Linked DNA regions of Sus scrofa: all the other regions are linked to region 1. The links are chromatin contacts, called in public promoter capture Hi-C maps. All regions are on one chromosome and are shown on one strand. The core of a region is the stretch at or near the end of the contact, and the rest is flanking DNA. Distances in the headings are between cores, read along the strand shown.

Region 1 (2,560 bases), core at 17-2,516:
GATTAGGCCTCGGAGGAGCAGGGAACCAGGACCTCCTAGGGAGTAACTTGTTATAAAGTTACACGAGGGTTGGGCGCTTCCATCATCAATGTTTTCTTTGTTTCTTTTTCTTCTTTTTTTTTTTTTTTTTTTTTTTTTTTTGCATTTTAGGGCCAAGGAAGTTCCCAGACAAGGGATCGAATCAGAGCTACAGCTGCCAGCCTACACCACAGCCACAGCAATGCGAGATCTGAGCCGCATCTGCCAATTAACCCACTGAGCAAGGCCAGGGATAGAACCTGCATCCTCATGGTTACTAGTTGGGTTCGGGTTCATAAACCGCTGAGCCATGAAAGGAATTCCTGTTTCCTTCTTTTAAATCAGTTATTATTGAAGTACAATTTATATACTCTAAAACGTATCCATTGTAAGCATTTAGTTCACTGAGACATGACAATGTGTATATCTGTCACCACCAGCGCAATCATGATAGAGAATTTCTTATTCCAACTTGCAAGGTTTCATCTCACAGCCTGTGGCCTCTTTCCCAAGCAGTGTTATCTAGGTGCAGACTCCCACCCACCTGCAAAAAAAGGAAAAGGAAAAGCCCTCGCATTCACCTTTGTCCGGGACTCACTTAGGAGCACTGATTGTGGAGCGGTTTAGTGGGGACAGGGAACGCCCCTTCCCCAGGGCCTGTGGCGTCGGGGCGGCTCCTGCAGGCACCACCTGTCACTTCCTCCTTGTTGCAGTTTCGTGATCCCGAGTACGGGGAATGGTTTGGCTACCTGAACCGAGAGGGGAAGGTTGCCCTCACTATCAAGGGGGGTCCCTTTAAAGGTGAGTGGGAGATACGGCAGGGCTTCAGGGGCTCGGAGCGCTCGGCTGCCCCTGGCCCTCCCAACCCGCCGTCCTGCCTCTGCGCAGGCTGCTTCCACGTGCCGCGGTGCCTTGCCATGTGCGAAGAGATGCTGAGCGCCCTGCTGAGCCGCCTCGCCTAGGCTCTACGGCGCCCGGTCCTCGCCCGCTGACCCCGCCCGCCGAAGCGCAGAATAAAGCTGAGCCTGCACCATAGCCCGTGTGCGAGAGTCTCTGGGTCTCGGGAAGGGAGAGACCGCCGCGCTGGCCAGAGGGCACCTGCTCACCAGGACAGTGACCCGCCCCGCGCGCTGGGCCCGCCCACCCTGCCAACAAGGCCCGGGGCCCGCCAGGTCATTGGCCCGACCAGACCCCGCCTCGTCACGCCCCGCGGGGAGGCCCCGCCCCGCCCTTGGCCCACCCTGCGCATTGGCCAAGCGGCCGAGAGGGCGGGCCCGCGGCGCGCACTTCCGGCCGGTGGCCGGGCCCGGTGCGCACCGCCCCTTCCGCCACCGCCCCCGCGATCCCGGACCCAGCTCCAGTCCCAGCCGTGCCCTGGCAGCTCCGGCGACGCTCCGGAGCGCGGCGACAGCTGACTGCGCGTTCACGACCCGCTGGGAGCCACGAGCCCCGCCGCCGTTATGAACATCCGCAATGCGAGGGTGAGGGGCCGGGGCCGGAGGCTGTCCGCGCCGCGTGGGAGCGGGGCCCGGTGGCCGCGTGCGCATGCTCCCCAGGGGCCCAGCCGAGCCCCGGGCCAGTCGCTCTGCGCGCCAGCGGCCGACCGGCGCGGCACAGTGAAGGCCACTAAGCCGGTGGGACTGGACCTACGCGAATAGGAGGCCAGGGGCGCAGGGCCGGGGCTTGCAAACCCGTTCTTTCCGGGACGTCGGGGCGCAGCTGGATGGTGTCTGGGAGCTTCCTGGCGCTCACGTTCATTCCTGGAACAGTCAGTTTTTGCGCAGTGGCTGTGAGCCAGGCCTGTGCAGAGACAGATAGTCACGGCGCCCGCCCAGCCCGGTGGGGTGGGGGGGTGAGTAGACAGCCAGCAGAGTTGTAACAGGTCTGAGGCCTACTTAGTCACCACAGCCCCTGGCCTGACCGCATTCCGCTGCCCTCCTCCCCCGCAGCCAGAGGACCTGATGAACATGCAGCACTGCAACCTCCTGTGCCTGCCGGAGAACTACCAGATGAAATATTACTTCTACCACGGCCTTTCCTGGCCCCAGGTGGGCAGCTTTTGCATTTAGGGATGGCGGAAACCAGACCAAGGAAATTCCAGCCTGGGTCAGTTTGGGAGGGGCAGGCAAGGTCGTCAAGACCCTAGCGGGGCGAAGGGGTGAACAGGCCCTGAGTGTCTGCGGGTGGGGGGGGGGGGGAGAGGTGCCTGAAGAGGGCGGAGGAACAGGGCCAAGGTAGGGATCCCCTCTGTGCCTGTCCACCCCTTCTGGGTTAGGGACCAGGGCACAGTGTGGTGCGGGAAAACCAAGCCACTTGGGCCAGAGCTCAGGAACTGTCACTGAGCTCCCCGCCTGTGCTTGGCTGCCGTCTGTCACACACACGGTAAGAGGCAGGCGGTCGGGCCAGGTGTCCGCCAAGGGCGCCTCCGGCTCTGACAGGCGTTTGTTTTCTGCCTTCTCTTTGCTGTCACCCAGCTCTCTTACATCGCCGAGGATGAGAATGGGAAGATTGTGGGGTACGTCCTGGCCAAAATGTGAGTCAC
Region 2 (2,560 bases), core at 46-2,545, 220 kb before region 1:
ATGAGAACCTGGACAGCACCTCCTCGCCCCAGGCTCCTAGGTCGGTTCTGGACGGACACTTCAGTTTGCCCACACTCCCTCAGCTGGCTTTTTAAAGAACGTGATTGTCACCGCCTTTCCCGTCCCCATGGGACAGCTCTTTATTGACCAAGGCCCTCACCAACTCCCTAGTGACAGTCCAGGCCCCTAGGCAGAGCTTGGCAGCCTTCCGTGCTTTGCCCCCTGCAGTCCCCTGGCTCCCCTGTCCTGGGGGCCCCCTCGGCACTAACACGGCCACGAAGCCCAGGTGCTCAGAGCCTGCCAAGGCTTCTCGGAACCCCTGAGCAGGTCCCTCGGGGTCCAGAAGGGCGCCATCCCGACAGGACAGGCAACCCCGACTGCCCCGGGTGGGCGGCCGGCGGGTCAGGCGGGCACTCGTCGTCTCCGCACGCGTGCACGCATCGCACGGCGCCCTCTGCCAGTGCCCACTGGCACGCCCGGGCCCCTTCCAAGGCCGCAGGCTCCTGGAGTGCCGGTGGCCTCCTGGCCCAGTGCCCCATTTCCTCCCGGGTGGAGCGGGGAGGGAGGGAGGCGGTGGGGACCGGCAGGCGCAGGTGCGCAGGCCAGGGCCGCGCAGAGCGGGAAGGCGGGCTGGGGCAAGGGGTCTGCGGGGCGGCTGCGGGGTGTCCCGGGCGTGGCGCACGCGCGCGAAGCGCTGGCAGCAGCGCCCGGCCCGGCCCCGCGCTCTCCGAAGGCTCGCCTTTAAGATCGGGCTCCTTCCCGCCGCTGCGGCTGCCGCTGCCTGGGCGGCGGGCTGGGGCGCGGCCAGAGAACCCCACGCGCCGGAGCTCGGGGGAGGAGGGGGCTGCGAGGGGCTGCGGGGGACCGAGGGGAGCCCACGTGACTCAGGGAGGGCGCGCCCCGCCCAGCGCGCGGCCCCGCCCCTCTCCCAGGTCCTGGCCGGTTTCTGCCGGTTCCACTGGCACAGGCCCCGCCCCACTCCACTTCCGACGGGAACAGCCCAGCGGGTGACGTCTCGGCTCGCCGGCCCCGCCCCGCTCCTACGTCCGGGCGGGTCTAAGCTCCGTCCCTTCGCGCGCAGGCCCAGCCCCCTCGCGGGTCTAATCCAAAGGCGCTAGCGTGTGACGTCTCTGGGCTCGCTGACCCCGCCCCGCTCCGGGACGCGCGGCCCCGCCCGCTCCCACGGTCCCACCGGTCTGCGGCGCTCCGGCGCAGGCGCACGCGACGCCCGTCTTTAGCCTCCAGCCAATCCCGCCCTTCGTGACGTCTGGGTTCGGCAGCCCCGCCCCGCCCCGCCCCGCCCGTTCCCAGGGCCCGAGCGGTCGGCGCCGGCGGCTCCTCTCGGCCTAGTCCCGCCCCGCGCAGCGCGCGCAGCCCGCAGAGACCGCGGCTGTTACGCGAGCGTGACGTGGCTGTGACGCGGGCGCGGCCGCTCCCGAGGCGCTCGCGCTGCCCCCGCCGCGCTCCGAGGTAGTCGTAGCTCGGCCCGTGTCGACAGGCCCGGGCCACCCCCAGGCCTCCGCCGCCCGCTGCCCGCCATGGACGACTACGCGGTCCTGTCGGACGCCGAGCTGGCTGCCGTGCTGCGCCAGTACAACATCCCGCACGGGCCTGTCGTGGGTACGCGGCGCCAGGGGGACCCCCTTCCTGCGCTTCGCCCCGCGCCCCCTTCCGCACCCCGTCCCGCGCTGCCCCCGGCTCCCCGCCCGCGCCCCTGACCGCCCCGTGCCCTATGTCTGGCCAGGTTCCACTCGCAAGCTCTACGAAAAGAAAATCTTCGAGTATGAGACCCAGAGGCGGAGGCTCTCGCCCCCGAACTCCTCCGCATCCTCTTTCTCCTATCGGTTCTCGGGTGAGGCCCCCGCCCCAGGGCTCCACCTGGCCGCCCTCGGGAACAGCATTTGGACGCCTGGGCGACGGGGAGGAAGTGGGCACGAGGGTGTGACGGGTGGGGAGGGGCCCAACGGGAAGGGGAGGGGAGCCTGGGGGCAAATGGTCCTGGCCCTTCCTCCGTTCAGACTTAGATTCTGCATCCGTGGACTCGGATATGTATGATCTGCCCAAGAAAGAGGACGCCTTACTTTACCAGAGCAAGGGTAAGGCAGGGGTGGGTGGGCACCCGGACCCCTTCGTTCCTGTGGCAGGGAGAACCTGAGAGCTCAGCCCCCACCGTCCTGCAGTGGCTCTGGAGGGCAGAGACCATGTCACAGCCCCCCCCCATGGGATTCACGTTAGGGCCATCCGGCCAGGTGGGGGACATCGTTGCCCCCTCTGCTACCGCTGCCCCCCCTTCCCAAGGCTATAATGACGACTACTATGAGGAGAGTTACTTGACCACCAGGACTTACGGGGAGCCTGAGTCTGTGGGCACATCCAAGGGCTTCCGCCAGCCCTCGGCTTCGCTCTCGGATGCTGACACCTTCCACCACCAGGTGAGCTGGCTTTCCGGCACCCTGGACTTGGGTATGAGGGGGTCGTGGCTGGGTTTGGATAAATCGAGGGGGCCACTGGGTGCAAATGCTTGCTCCCCGGCCTCCAGGGAGAAGTGGGGTCAGCAGAC
Region 3 (2,560 bases), core at 46-2,545, 180 kb after region 1:
CTCTGCCACCAGCTCCCCAAACTTGGGTGAGAAGGCTCGGAGCACGTTGGCTGTGAGGAACACCACGAGGCCAGCGATGGCCGAGGGCCAGGCCGTGCCGGCCCCGCGGGAGCGGGCTGCTCGAAGCAGGGTGTAGGCGGTCACAGCCACGTCCAGGAGTGGCTTGGTCAGGTTGGAGTAGAGGTGGGCCACGGAGGCAGCGAAGGCCACCACGTCCTCCGTCAGGGACTGGTCCGGGTTGCGAAGGCGCCCGTCCATGTTGCTGACACGGTAGTAGGTCTGCTGGGAGAAGTAGAGGCTGTAGGCATGGGCCACCAGACGGCTGCGGAACGCCAGGGCCAGCTGGCCCTCCAGGTAGCGGATGGCACTGTTGACGAAGGTGGCAGGGAGTGCGATGAAGAGCCACTGCAGGAGCTGCCAGCCAAAGGCCCGGGGGTCCTTTCGCACGATGCAGCGGGCCAGCCGGCCGTCCAGGCGGGCCACATACACCGACAAGAAAGTCCGGCTCACCAAGGCGGCCGAGTGCAGCGCCAGCAGCCCCGTCTCCCGGCACAGGATCCTGGGGAAGAGCAGCCGCAGAAGCCACAAGAGTCGCTGCAGGAACACCCGGTTGACGCCGGCCTTGGCCGCTGTGGCCCCAGGGACCTCCTGCGCCGACTCCCGGACCGGCCCCTGGGGGCCCCTGGCCGGAGCCAGGCACTGCCGCACCAGGGGGTAGATTTTGTGGGCTCCGTAGGCCGTGAGGGCCAGGACCACAGCTGTGCGCTTCAGCGTGGTCACCCGCGAGGGCCGGGGAGTAGACAGCACCGTCATGTCACCTGGGCTGGGGCAGGGGCTGATGCCTGAGGCAGCAGAGGAAGCAGGTAGCTGGAAGGGTGGTGGCTCTGACCCCGGGCTCGTGGTCTAGGCAACAGGAAAGCTTGCAGTGGTCCCTGAGACTGTCGCTTTAGGCCACCCGGGTGGTGCTGGGGCCCCTGGTGCAGTGGGTTCAGGGCCCTCCAGGGTCGCGGCCTCTTCAGACAGCCGAGGTGGAGGAATTTGGCAGTCCCCTAGCCTCTGGGGTCAGAGCCTCCAGAGGTCTCAGGCAGAGAGGGCGTCTCTTCCTCTCCACCTCCTCCTCCTCCTCCCCCGGTGGCGCCCCTCCCCGGGGCACCAGACGCGTCCGTCCGCTCCACAGCCTGGCTGAGGCTACTGCGACTTCGCCACCCGTCCGGAATCCCCACCTACCCACCCACCCCTCCCCAGGGGCGAGCCGGGGGAAGGGGAGGAGGCCGAGGAGGGGCGGGAGGCGGAGCCCCGGCGCGGGGCGCCCCACCCCGTTCTCGCCCCACGGCTGGGCCCCGCCCCCGCCCCGGACCACAGAGACGTGGGACGACCGCGCGGGCTAGAGAAGCAACGCCGCGCCTTCCCGCCCAGGCCCCGCCCTGTTTCCCGACGCGCCCGAGGCGCCGCTTCTTCCCCAGTCCTGGGCGTCGGAGCCCAGGCTCGGGGGCGGGGCGGAAAGCGCCCGTGGGCGGGGCCACAGGCGCCTCGCGGCGTTTGGGGGCGGGGCCAAGGCGCCTCGCGGCGTTTGGGGGCGGGGCGGGACCCGCAGGGCGCTTCCGGTTCCGGCTGCGGGGGAAGGGGCGGGGCCGGCGTGGTGGTGGGAGAGTTTGGGGGCGACGAGGCGTGCGTGGTGGCTGTGGAGAACTCGGTGAGGCGGCTTGCGCGCCCGGTCGGCTTCCGGGGCCGCTGCGGTCCCCCGTCTTCTCTGCGAGGGCGAGCGGCGGGCCGCGCGGCGAGGCCTCGGCTGCGGGGCCGAGGGCTGAGCCAGGAGTGCGGGGGCAGGGCCGGGGCGGCAGCGGGTGGAGCCGGGGGCGGGGGGCGACGGCCGAGTGCCGTCCGGAGGAGCCGCGGAGGTGGGGCTCGGGAGGGCGTGCCCGCTCGGGGCCCCGTCGGGGGTTGTCCGGAGCCGGCTGGGCGCCGGGGCTGCCGGGGGAGGCCCCTGTGGTTTCTGAGGAGATAGTTTTTCGAGAACTTTCTCCGGCAGGGGCTGTGAGATGCTTGGTGGAGAGCTGCCCTCGCTTTTGGCCCCAGCTCGCGTCCTCTAGGAGTCGCTCTTGCGGCCTTTCTGAGGCGCCCGGAGACCTTCCGCCCCTCGGAGGCCGGCGCGGTGGTCTCTCTCCCGCCCCGGAAGGTGCTGCCGCTTCTGTCGGCTCCGTGGCGAGAGCTGCGGACGGAAGGGCCTCCTGGGCTCCCCGGGGGCGGGGGCGCCTCGCCGCAGAGCTCCCCCCGGCGGGCCTTGCCGCCCGTCTGCTCGAGCTTCTCCTCAAAGCGCCTTCCCACTTGGACTGGCGCAAGGAGGCTCCTGGCTTCCACGGGGAAAGGGGGCAAGGAATCGTCCAGAAGGGGGGCCTGGCTGGCTCAGCGCGCTGGACTGCCGGGCCTCGGAGCAGCCCTGGCTGCGCGTCCTGCGGCCGAGCCGGGGCTTTAAAAGCTCGGGGGTGCTTCCAGGCGGGGTCTGGGCTGCAGTCGGCCCAGCTCTCACGCCGCCGCCTGTTTCTCCTGTGCTTTCTCAGGA

The links. Promoter capture Hi-C pulls out the DNA fragments that hold promoters and counts their contacts.
Region 2: a contact with region 1 is called in a promoter capture Hi-C map of fetal liver, with 2.4 times the contacts expected there. The contact joins the promoter of EMD here to the promoter of NAA10 in region 1. A contact is called at or near these places in 1 of 5 promoter capture datasets (fetal liver) and 1 of 2 datasets of contacts at active chromatin or transcription factors (alveolar macrophages).
Region 3: a promoter capture Hi-C map of liver shows a contact between it and region 1, with 7 times the contacts expected there. The contact joins the promoter of ABCD1 here to the promoter of NAA10 in region 1. A contact is called at or near these places in 3 of 5 promoter capture datasets (fetal liver, fetal skeletal muscle and liver) and 2 of 2 datasets of contacts at active chromatin or transcription factors (alveolar macrophages and skeletal muscle).

The regions. Positions count from the first base shown.
Region 1 is chrX:124,661,450-124,664,009 of Sscrofa11.1, reverse strand. NAA10 (N-alpha-acetyltransferase 10) reads left to right here and starts at 1,266. Exons shown (of 8, transcript XM_013986517.2): 1 at 1,266-1,499; 2 at 1,968-2,066; 3 at 2,493-2,551. The coding sequence starts at 1,479. It overlaps RENBP (renin binding protein), which reads left to right. Exons shown (of 11, transcript NM_213900.1): 10 at 732-819; 11 at 907-1,053. The coding sequence ends at 980.
Region 2 is chrX:124,884,164-124,886,723 of Sscrofa11.1, reverse strand. It overlaps EMD (emerin), which reads left to right and starts at 1,295. Exons shown (of 3, transcript XM_021080757.1): 1 at 1,295-1,620; 2 at 1,745-2,560. The coding sequence starts at 2,052.
Region 3 is chrX:124,483,811-124,486,370 of Sscrofa11.1, reverse strand. ABCD1 (ATP-binding cassette sub-family D member 1) reads right to left here and starts at 1,295. Exons shown (of 10, transcript XM_003135473.5): 1 at 1-1,295. The coding sequence starts at 813. BCAP31 (B-cell receptor-associated protein 31) reads left to right here and starts at 1,448. Exons shown (of 7, transcript XR_002340558.1): 1 at 1,448-1,693; 2 at 2,559-2,560.